Linked DNA regions of Mus musculus: region 2 is linked to region 1. Evidence: chromatin contacts called from public HiChIP or PLAC-seq data. All regions are on one chromosome and are shown on one strand. Each heading gives the region's core, a stretch centred on a gene start, on an enhancer-like site or on the middle of the called end of the contact. The rest is flanking DNA. Distances are from core to core; before and after follow the strand shown.

Region 1 (5,741 bases), core at 901-3,400:
GGTGTGGCGCCTCCACATTCTCGGGCTGTGAAGTCACTGAAGACTGTCTTGGGGGAAAAGCCACAATAGAAGACTCTGTAGGCTGGTTGCCACAGAGGTGGGGCTACGACCCAACCAGAGTAAGGAGTCACTCAGGGCTGCAGGGGCAGAACCAACACTCGACCACAGGTAGTCTGCCTCTCCCTAAAGTTCCCTACCCTCTGCCGTGTGGGAACCTGCCCTGCTTCCCTTGCTCTGCCCCAGGTGCTGGCTCCATTGCTGCTTCTGGGTCCATGGGAACAGAGAAAGACAAAGTGTATACTTTCCTTATTCCTGCCAGGGAGGTAGAGCTGCCACCAAGGTGGCTGCTACATCTCCCTAGGGAAAAGGGAGGTGGTATTTTGGGATCTTGGGCTTTATGGGAGCAGATTTGGTGCAGGAAGGTGGGGTAGTGACCATACCTGGCCTTGGTAAGGGGCTATCTACATGGGTTCACCTTTGAGTGGACAGAGGTTCCTTCTGGTAGCCTGATAGGGTCCCTTCCTCCCTCCCTTCAGGATTAGGCTGCATATAGCTGGCTCTGCATTGCCCATCTCTCCTTTCCTCCCCTCACTGTATTTTCTCTTCAGCTCTGATGGTTCGTGGTGAACTGTCTCTTTCTACCTCCCTACATGTTAAATCTCAAGGACATCAGTAGGTGACATCAGTAGGTAAGACACAACTATCACATAAGATATTTGGAATGAATGAATGAATGAACAAGGCTTGGGAGGTGGCAGGGAATCCCTCTAAGGCAGAACAAAGTTGACAGGTAGAGGTATCTAACGATTGTCTTGTTCAGGCAATGGCCATAGTCTAGGACTGAGCTCTTTGTTAACAGTATCATGAGAGGCAGGGCTGAGATATGGATTGATTGCTCTCTATGCTGAGTGTCTGTGACCCTTGAGAGGTGAAGGGTATGCTAGGCTCTGGCATTGGAGCAGAGAGCTCCAGCAAGCCTGGCACGTAGCAGCCTTATGACATAGGACCATGAGTGAAGAAGAAGCACTAAAACAAGAAGTGGTTTTGCCAGACTGGATCTAAAATCTCTGTGATCTCGGAGCCAGGCACTGTCCTAAGGGAAAGAAAGAGAGCAGGGAAGGTAGATCCCTGTCCCCAGAGAGCCTGAGGGGCAGGATTTGCCTGACCCCTGATATCAGACAGTTCAGCGTAGGTTTCTGAGTTGTATCCGAGAAAGCTCCATCTTCACAATTCCTCTGTGGGATGGGGAGAAAGGCAGAGCCTTCTTCCTGGAAGATAGGATGTTTGGGAAGGAGGCAGCAAGGGTTCACAGGACTCAGGCCCCACCTGGCCTCATGGGCCTGGCTGCCAGCTGCAGGGGCCTGTGAGACTGAGGTTCTGTCCACTCTGAACGTTCACCCCGGAGCTTCCTTCTACAGTGAACAAGCAAGCTCCTCTCTGCTATCTGGGCCTGGGGACCAGCTGGTGTCCTTTGGAGCTCCACCCAAAGGTGACTTTCCTCAGGAATTCTCCTTCCTCCCACTGCTCTTTTGCAAACACAGTTCCCAATGGGACTGGTCAGGACAATCTTCCCCCTGCAAATCCCAGGCTCTGGAGGCTATATATGTTGGTAGGCTAGACCTCTGAACTGTGCTTTCTCTAGTCTCAGCATCCAGAGCAGTCCTAGAACATAGTAGGTGGTCAGTAAGCTTCTGTTGAAAGAATAAATGAATGAGTGTGTTTTTATAAGGAAGAGGGGGCTGTCAGATGGCTCTGTGGGTAAAGGTGTTTGCCACCGGGGACCAGTGACCAGTATTCTGTCCTCCCCAGAACCCACATGATGGAGAGAGGGGGTCAATTGCTATAAGCTGTCTTCTGCCATGGCATGTGTTGATCCCCCCTCCCCAACTACCCACCCACAAAATAAATAAATGCAATAAAAATGCTTTTAAAGCTTATCTGTACAAGACCGTGGCCCAAATCCCCTGCGGAGTACTGAAGGATTGAGAGCCTCAGAATGTCAGGTCTGAGCTGAGAACAGCTCTCTGCTTTGTCTGCCTCTTGCTCCTCCCCACAGGCTGGGCCAGGGAAGGGAGGGGGCAGCCAGGGGTCCAGCTCCTCTGGGAGGATAGGAAAACCCTCACCCCTTCACCGGGGCTGGAACAAGAACAGCGGCAGGCAGGCGAAGTTCATCTTCTCCCAGGTCTGGTTTGAGTTTGAAGGACTCATTTCCGCCTGTGGGGGTGAGTTATCTTCTTGTGAAATCAAGTCGTAAGAACAAAAAGGTTTTACTAGTGTAACACGTGTGCTCTCCCTCATATATACTCAGGAGACCATGTGGATAGGTTCCCTCCCTGTCTCTGTAGCCAGCCCCAGTAGGGTGTTGCCCTAAGATGCCACGATGCTGGGTTCTGAAGAGGGGCTATGCTTAGGCAGGAGAGCTTGGGGCAGGTGCTAGGAGGTAGGCATGTGCACGGTCAGCAGCCATCCATCTTCGGGGTCTCATCAAGAATTATGGTGTGTTCCCAGCAGTGAGGCTGAAGAGGTAAAGGGGCTGACTAAAGGCAAATGAGACTGGGGGATGGTCTCAAGGGAGCCTTGGTGAAGAGGGGAGGGCTTGGGCTGGACCCCAGAGCAGGAGGGGTGGAGAGACCAGCTGCAGGACAGACCAAGTGGAGCCAGCCACAGCCCGCCCGCCCACCCTTTCATCTCTGCGGCTCCTTCCTCCTTGGTCCCCCTTTCTACTCTGTCTGTGGGTCCATCTGGGTGGGCTTGGGGCGGGGAAGGAAGGGGTCTCTGCGGGCAGTTTGCACAAGAGAGATCTTTGAAAGTGGACCAGCTGGTAACAGGTCATTTGGTCCACTAGGCGCTCCCAGCAAGAGCCTGAACCCCCAGGGGTGCAGAACACTCTGTCAGACCACACGATTGGGTAGGGAAGTTCAAGAGAAGACTCCTGTCTGCCCCCACGCAATCCCCCCCCCCAATCCCTCCTCCAGCTCTCTCCTGACCTGCAGTCCCAGACGACTTTTCCCAGAGAGCTAAAAGCAAGAAAGTAACCTTTAGGATTAACAAGAAATGTTCCTTTGTTTCTTCTTCTTCTTTTTTTTTTTTTTCCTTTTAAGCCTCTTTTCACATTTGTATGCCCCTCCCCCCTCTTGTCTGGGGTCAAGGAAGAAGAGCTGGAGCATGGAGTCCCAGGCATCTGAGAATGGAAGCCAGACCTCCTCCGGGGTGACAGATGACTACAGCAGCTGGTACATCGAGGAACCTCTAGGAGCTGAGGAGGTGCAGCCAGAGGGGTAAGTGTGGCAATTGGCTCAGGCAGCCGTCAGAGCCGGTTTATGGTAGAGAGGTTGCCAAGATGGAGGCAGCGAGACCCTGGGCGAGTGTCTAAGATTGGCTTTGCCATTTATCTGCTGTGTGACCTCTCAGCGACTCACAGCCTCTCTGGGCCTCAGACTTTCTATAAAACCTGGGGACAACAGTTCTTGAACTATTATTAAGAAGGGCTTGAGGCCATGTGGTCCATAGCCAGCCAGGATGGGGAGCACTGTGTGTGTGGGGGGAGGGGGGTGTCACAGACCTCTGTGGTGCTCGGTGTAGGGTTTGTCCCTGGGGCTTTACAGGCATGGGAGAGTCAGGAACTGTAGGAGAAAACCCTGTGGAGCTGCCGAGGAAAGCGTTGGCGCACCATTATCTCTGGACCACTCTGAGTGGAGGGAGTTTTAGGAGGTATGGAGGGAGAGGAGACCTTGTTCTTGAAGCAAGTGTATAGGCTAGTCCAAGGAGGGTGTGCAGGTAGGTCAGTTTACCCTCACCCCATGGCTGTCCCAAGAATTCCTGGCCTAGACCCTTCCTATCTATGTTTAGTCTGGGTACCTTGCAGAGGAGTTGGGGTTTTCTATGGCATAGTATTGCTCTCCTCTAAGACTGTCTTGCCTCTGAGGCACCCGGAGTTTGGCTCTCCCCTGAAAGGTGAGGCAGAGCAGAGAGGTAGGGGTGGGGTGAGATGGGGTGGACGGGTGGTACTAAGCCAGATGTGTGCACATCTGTTCACCATTAAAACTTGAAACTGGAGAAGGAAAAAATGCTCAAGTGTTTCCCCAGAGGCTAGGACTTCAGCCTGGCTTGGTTGGGGTCACCCAGCAGGGACTGAGGCCCCACCCAGGCCCTAGGGAAAGAGCTGTTGTTCTGGACTTAGGGTTCTGGCCACCTGCAGAAGAAGCCTGCGGTCAGCTAGGCTGTGACTCCCCTTCTCCCAGCCTCCCCAGCTCAGCTATGCAGTGGTGGACTAGAGGAGGGGCTTAGGCTCTCCAAGGAAACCAAACTCTTAACTTGGGGTAAGGACCCAATCAGAAACTGTGTCCTTGTGAGTATCAGGGACCAGGCTGGGCATGGGCTGGAAGCCAGGTGCCTGTAACTTGTTGTTGCTGGGATATCTGTGTATAGTCTCAGGATAAAGTAAATGTATGGTGGGGACTGGGTCTTCGGAGAAGAGGGTCTATAGGATGTAGGGGATCATTGGAACTTACCTTTTTAGGAAAAAAACCAACAAATCTAGACATCACCCCACTTCTTTCCCTCCTCCCCCAGAGATGAGAATGGGAGGCTAGGAGGGGGTACAGGGAATTCCCTAGGAGATGAACTTGAGTTCACCTCTCCCGATGTGAGTCAGACACCCCAGGGGTGTGCTACATCAAAGCTTTGAAGAGTTCCAGGATGCAGACTTTCTGTACCTTAGTGTGCACCGTAGGATGGAGCTAGGGTGGGGCCCCTGGCTCAGGATAGACTCAGCCACGGACTTCTTGCGCAGGCAGGCTCCACAGTATTTTAGTGCCTCCCATGCCAACTTTAACCTTGCCCTGGCCTTCCTCTGGGCCAACTGAGAGACTTGTCTAGTGCCAGCTGCACAGTCTCTTCCCTCATCAGATTCTCTCCACAGCCCAGGCTGCCACCTCTCTTCTTTCCCTATGGAGATGTAGCCCTTCTGTCCAACTGAAGCCCAAAAGCACCTTAAAGGTTATATTTGCATTGCTGTGATCCAATACTCAGCAAGAAGCCACTACAGAGAGGACGGGACTGTTTGGCTCATGGTCTGAGGGTCCAGTGTCTCATGGCAGCTCAGGCACAGCAAAAGGCACTTGCAAGCATCTGGGCAGTAAGGAAACAGCCAGATGAATGCTCGTACTCTGCCCAAGCATTGGTACAGTCCACGTTCAGGAAAGGTCTCTTCCTCTCCATTCCTTTTCTCTGGGACACCCTCGAAGGAAGACACAGCGGGAGCTGCCTCACTGTCTCCTAGGCACTTCTTAATGCAGTGAAGTGGACAATGAAGACGGACCCTCTCAACTACTTCTCAGAACCCACATGGAACTTTCTCTCCCCTCTACACTCTTTAGTACCTCTGTGTATCTTTCCAGAGAGGGAATTCTCTGTGGTCCTTGTGATAATATCTATGTTATCCTCTGATCAATCATACAAAGGCTGAGTCCCCACCCATCGCCAGGGAACACACTGAACTAGGTGTTAGCTAGAAACCTTATGTTCAGTAAGGACAAGAGGTTCTGAAGACAGGGCCCTACATAAGGTTTCCAGGCTTGGAGTGGCTTCTAACTTGATGTGGGTTTGTGAGAAAGTGACCAAGCTACTTAAGGGTCAGTGTGCTGCGTCCTTGTCTTGGCAAGACTGGAAGCACTGGGCGAGCAGAAACTAGACACTGAGAAGGGTTTAGGGACTTGAGTGATGCTCCCAAGGCCCTAGGA
Region 2 (5,741 bases), core at 1,139-3,638, 320 kb after region 1:
CAAGGGTTCCAATGAAGAACATCATGTAAGTGAGAAGACGATCCAGAGGGCCTGCCACTTAGTGAACAGTCAGTTTAGCAGAAACCTGGTTCTTGCATTCTGCCTACCACCTTCTTTAGGCTCAACTGGCAAGAGCTGGTTGGGGAGGGGCTGGCTTAGTGGGTAAAGCACTTGTGTGAACTTGAGTTCTAATCCCCACATCCATCTAAATGCTGGGTAGGAAGTTAGCACACCTATTTAAGCCCAGTCCTCTAAGGGGTGTTGGGAAGCAGATGGAGGCTCCCCAAAGCAAGATGGGAAGCTAAACTAATCAAATCCGCAAGCTCTGGGTACAAATGAGAGACCTTGCCTCAATGTATGAGGTAGATGGCGAATGGTCAAAACCCCCAATGTCAACCCCTAGCTTCAACACACCTTTACCTGAACACATAAATGCGCGCACACACACACCAAACAGGCATGCATGCCACATATACATATATGTGTGAAAATAAAAATGTAAATATAAAAGAGTAGGGTGGTGCTGTCCCTGCCTGGCCCAGAGGACCTTAAAGCCCCACCCCTTGTCCCATATGAGTCTGGGATGCCTCCTCAGCCCCTGCTCCTCCCCTGGAAACTCCTTCAGCACCTTTCCTGCTCTGCCTTCACTCTCACAATTTCTGGTTTAATGTGCACAATACAATTACGGCAAAATGAGCTTCCCATCAAACCCCAATGACTTCCTTCCCTCAGCCTACCCCAGCACCACCAGCCGGGTAGTGCTTCCTCCTCTTAGGCTATGGAGATAAATTCCAGGACATGACTTCCTGAATAAGTATCCCTCTCCCCCCACCTCCCAGAACCCTACACATAACCGCTCCAGAGCCAGGGTGGGCTTTTATAGGACAGGAGTCAGGTCAGAGCTGAACAAAAGAGGAGTACCCCAGCCTGGAGCTTGCTTAGCTCACTGTCTCTACAAGGCTCTTCTCTAGTCTCTACTAAGTCCAGGATGGGGTGGAAAATTCAAGAAGGAGTTGAGAGAGTGTGCAACCTAGCCATTGCCAAGGTGGAGGGGGAAGTCCATTCAGAAGTCATCTGAGGAGTATTAGATTTTAGGCAGAAAGAGAAGAGAGGGAGGAGGAGAGGCTGAGTCACACTGTCCTGTAGGGTAGAGCCTTATCAGTGCTGCAGATGCCACTGGGGGACAGAGTCTGAGAGAGTTTCCATCTCATCAGCCAAGGAACATGTCTCCTTTTGAAGGTGTCTGGGGGTGGAAGGTCTTGCATCTCAAGGAAGCAGGCTTAGTTAATATGTCTGGGCTTCGTAGCAGAGGTGGGGGAGCAGGGCATTTGTGACTGAGGCTTCACGGGGAAGATCACTCTCCCATGATGCTTGGCTAATGTGTGACTCATGTGAACTGACGATAGTCTGGCTGCCTTTGATCTGAGCTGGGATGTGGCTTAGAGCCTGATTACCTAGAGGTCTGGCTGCTCTTGAATAGAAGTATACATGCTCTCTCCAAAACCACGCAGCCCCCCAAAGGCAGGAGGCAGTGACCCACCAGCCACATTCCCCATACCTTGGTAGGAGACGGGTGTCAAATGCAATGCTGGTACCCTGCCTATCTAGGCTGAAGTCACTTTTGAGTCAAGTTTTCCTTGGCCTTAGTCAAGGCCCTGAGGTACAAAGTGACCTGTCTTAGGACGCTCTGGAGGAGACACTGCCAGCACAGATGGGAGAGTGAAGCCAAGGTGTGGAGCTTCATGATGCCAAGAGCTCATGACACTTTTGCTTCAGTGCCCCCTTCAGTGCCCAGAGCCTTCTCCACTGGAACCATCCCTTTTAGTCAATGGCTCATCCTGGAAACATTCTCGAAGCTGATTACCAGGCCCAATAATGTAAGACTCTGGTGAGAGATTTCCCCCCCACACACACCTTTGCCCCCAACACACACACAGTGAACAACGCTGAGCCGGGAATCGTTGCAAAAACAAGAGGAATTTTATTGTTCCAGCATGCTGGGGTCACCCTGCACAAGAAGAAGAGAGAACAAGGACTCTGCACAGCCCATTCGGTAAGTTTTTATACAGTTTTCAGAGCCGCAGCCATTGCGCACATTGTGATTGGCAGAACAGTGCGACTTTTAAACTGATTGGTCTTTAGGGAATGAGGTGGCAAGGACTTCCCTTGTCTATAGGTGGCCAATGGTCACAGAATGTGTCTATGTGCTCAGGACTTCCCATACCCGCAAGTGGCTGATGGTTGGTTCCTCCCTCCCCCCACCTTGTCTGAGGAATGTAATTAGCCCCTCCCTTCCGGAGGGGGTGGTGCCTAAGTCCTCTATGACCTTTCTCTTCCAGGAGAGGAGATGGAATTTTCCAAAGTTCCTGAGTTGACCTCTTCAGTGCCAGGCATTGGCATTGTGGAGATGAACTAGGCAGGTACTCTCCCTCAAGTACTTCCCAGCCCAGAAGGGGACAGGACCACACCTGAGGACTATCCTAAAGATCTGAACAGTGGAGACAGAATGAAGAGAGCTTGCTTGGACAGCTTTATGTAGCAGAGCTGGTACAAGTGACTTAGGCCTTGAAGGGTGAGTAGTTCATTGAGTTAAAACAGGTATTGTCCAGGTCTGGATAAAAGGGGAGAGGGCAATGATAAGACAACAGAAAAATGAAATGGGGCTTCAGTGGGGGAATATTTACAGGCCCAGAAACCCCAAACTGATGATCATAGGGTGATGTGACCTATGATCAAGGCCTATGTCCTACAGGTGTAGCCCTATACAACATCTGACTTTGGAGCCTGGCACCACAGTGGCAAGGTCTGGAGCACTTTGCCTTACTTTCTGGGCCTCACTGCTGCAGACGGAACAATGACGGACCCAGTGCTCTGAGCACACTCCCAAACACCCTGACTGGAGAGTAGGTGTGTGAATGGCAGCTATCACTGTCACGTGAATTATTACATTGATTTAGAAGGATCTGTTCAGTTCATAAACCCCAAATAATGGAGCCCAGCCAGTCATGAGACTTGCAGAACTATAGAGTCACTGGGGTAGAGCTGGTGCTGGTACTGGAGGCCGTGCTAAAAATGATCCCCGAGGTCTTAGTCCTGGCAGAGGAGAAACGCAGCAGGCTGGGCTGGGTAACTGTGTTGGCAATTTCCCCTTCAAAACCACCTGAACTGGAGCCCCATTCATTAGCATGAGAATGGCGCGCCGGCTGGGATCTGAGGGTCCAAAGGTATTTGTATTCGAAAGAGCTTCCTCTGTTCTTGGCTCAAAGTCACTGCGGCCTGAGCTGCGAGGCTGGGCGGGGATCCAACACACACTGCGGGTAGCCTGGGAAAGAGGGGAGTCCTACCCAAGTGGTTGCTCCGAGCCTCGGGACCACACTCAGAAATGCAGCCCAGAACACCTTCCCCATCCCAGCCCACCCGGAGCCATCCCTGTATTTGGGAAGCTCTCTTGTAAGTTCTTGAAATGTCTCCCCACCCCTCCAGCCTTTATTTCTTTTTAAATCCTGTGTGGAAGAAGGCAGGGGTTTGAGACCTGTGTGCCTCTCACAAAGGAACCTAGAGTTTTCAAAGGTGGAGAAGCACTGCCCAACGGGATTAGTAATAGTAACCATCATTACAGCTAGTGGTTGGGAGCTGCCCCTTGCCAGGCATCATGTTAGGAATTTTACATACATTATCCTCGGTGTGGCTCTCTTTTTAAAATTCATGCCACAATCCTGAGATGTGGTTTCAAGCCTCACTTTACTGATCAGGAAACTATGATGTGGAGGATAGTGTTAGCTTACCCAGGATTAAGAAAATAAATTTCCTATCTGGAGTATGGGCTACAGTATTAAGTTCCACACCTCCTGATTGCCCTTCCGGCTGCCCCTTTGGAAAGGAGTCCAGTGGAATGAAGGGATAGTTTGACAATTTCCCCTTCAGGTCCTCCCAGCTCAGGCTCCGGTCATCAGCATGAGAACCAGGTCTGAGCAGAAGACCCACCCTCATCTCTGGCCCTTCTCTATCAATCCTTCTCTGGGCACTCAGGTTTGTTTATCCCCCTAGGGATCTGCTGTGGAGCCCAGCATGATGGCATTTCTAAGGGAAAGGCAGGAAAGGCAGGGAGCAGAAAGATACCCGCCTAGTTTGTGTAGCACCCTGTGTCACCCTCAGGGAAGAACCCAGAATCCAGAATGGACCCCACAAGAATGTTCTTCACTTGTCTGCCCAACCTCTTCCTCTTGCCTAGTCCTTTTGTCATCTTCAAGCAGGCACCCCATTCTGTTCTCCCACCACCTCCGCTCTCCCTCCTTATCCTCACCAACAAGAATCCAAGAACACTCCAGTGCCTTAGCCACTCTGTAAAGTTCCCAAGTCTAGCCATACCGTTACTGACAACTTCATGGAGCCTCAGCTAGGTTACCATATGTTACCAAGAAAATGGGGTCCCCTCTCAGGATTCCTAGTTTCAATTATAAAAGAATTTTGGAACAGACTCAGAAGGAAGCTCTGGGACAATCCTATAAGCACTTGAAAGAAAACACCAGGTCAGGCAGGCTGCCTGGGAAAGGCAAAGATGCCCCAATCCTGAGTATGACAAGCCTTGCCACACCCCCACACAGATCTCCTTTCTCCACAATCTTTCTTCTTAATGTCCCATTCCATCAGAACTTTCAGGCCTCGTACAAGCCAGAAGCCCTGGTGTCTGCTTGTGTCTTGTTTCCCATCTGTCCTAGGACTAACTCCACACTGCTGCAGAAGACCGAGCATTCCTCCGCACTGGGGTGGGAGTGCTCTGTGTAACCCAGACAGAGTGCTGACTCAGTCTCGGGCATGGTGGTGGCATTACACAAGGGCCACAGCTGCCTGGGAAGCCACACTCTTGCTCTCCCTGAACCCCCAGAGGCTGTATGTAGGGGTAGGCAGGCCGAGTGCTCAAGGGCCCTGCCTTGCCAAGCTTTTTATCTGCTTCTCATTATCCTCGCCCTCTGCCTGAGAAGGTAATTAAATCTGTCTCCCATCAAAAGCTGGGGCTGGCTTCACCCCAAGGCCTGGCTGGCATGGCAGGGAAATAATGAACACTCTCACCAGCCCTGGAGGGGGCGGGTCTTAGTTGGCTCCACCCTCGCCCATCACACAAATCTGGGAGCTAACATTCAGTTCTCCTCAGGGTTAAAGAAAGAGTCTGAGCCTTCTAGGTTGTGGAAAATAGAGCCCTAGTGTCCTGGCCCTGAGGCTTGAGGTTCAGGATCCCCAGTGGGGCAGCTCAAAGGAAGAGTATGTGCCATGAGCTCTTCTTGTGGTTAACAGAACACAGGACCCGGAGCAAGTTTGCTTTGAGAGCTCAGAAGAGAGACAAGGTTCCCTTTCTTTTTCCCTTTATCTCACCAAGAGGATGTAATGATGAAGATGAAGGCTAAGAAACTGACACCGGTCTCTATGACCTGCCCCAGTTACAAAATGAACACAGGAAGGCTTCGTAGAAAGCGCTTTAGAGGATGGCAGGGAGGCACAGGAGAGAAGAGACAGGGATATGACAGGGAGACTGGTGTTGTGGGAAGAAGGCAGCAGGGAGGTCCTCAGGGGGTCCTGGAAGTAGTGGGAGTCAATGAAGGTTTAAGAGGTCAGAAGTTAGCGGGCCCCATGTGCAGGGCTGGAGAGACAGCTCCATGTTTAAGTGTGCCAGTTCCTGCTACTAAAGACCAGTGTTATTGGCACCCATGCTGGGCAGCTCACAACTTCATGAAACTCCAGATCCA

The links. HiChIP or PLAC-seq counts read pairs in DNA pulled down with a chosen protein or histone mark.
Region 2: a FOXA1 HiChIP or PLAC-seq map of pancreatic cancer cells shows a contact between it and region 1. The contact joins the promoter of 4930461G14Rik here to the promoter of Stra6 in region 1. A contact is called at or near these places in 3 of 115 datasets of contacts at active chromatin or transcription factors (embryonic stem cells and pancreatic cancer cells) and 1 of 9 other capture datasets (adipose tissue).

Annotation. Positions count from the first base shown.
Region 1 is chr9:58,131,925-58,137,665 of GRCm38.p6, forward strand. It overlaps Stra6 (stimulated by retinoic acid gene 6), which reads left to right and starts at 2,151. Exons shown (of 19, transcript NM_001162476.1): 1 at 2,151-2,524; 2 at 3,150-3,278. The coding sequence starts at 3,166.
Region 2 is chr9:58,452,785-58,458,525 of GRCm38.p6, forward strand. It overlaps 4930461G14Rik (RIKEN cDNA 4930461G14 gene), which reads left to right and starts at 2,389. Exons shown (of 3, transcript NR_040736.1): 1 at 2,389-2,572. It overlaps Gm32820 (a long non-coding RNA gene), which reads right to left. Exons shown (of 3, transcript XR_379493.4): 3 at 4,433-5,741.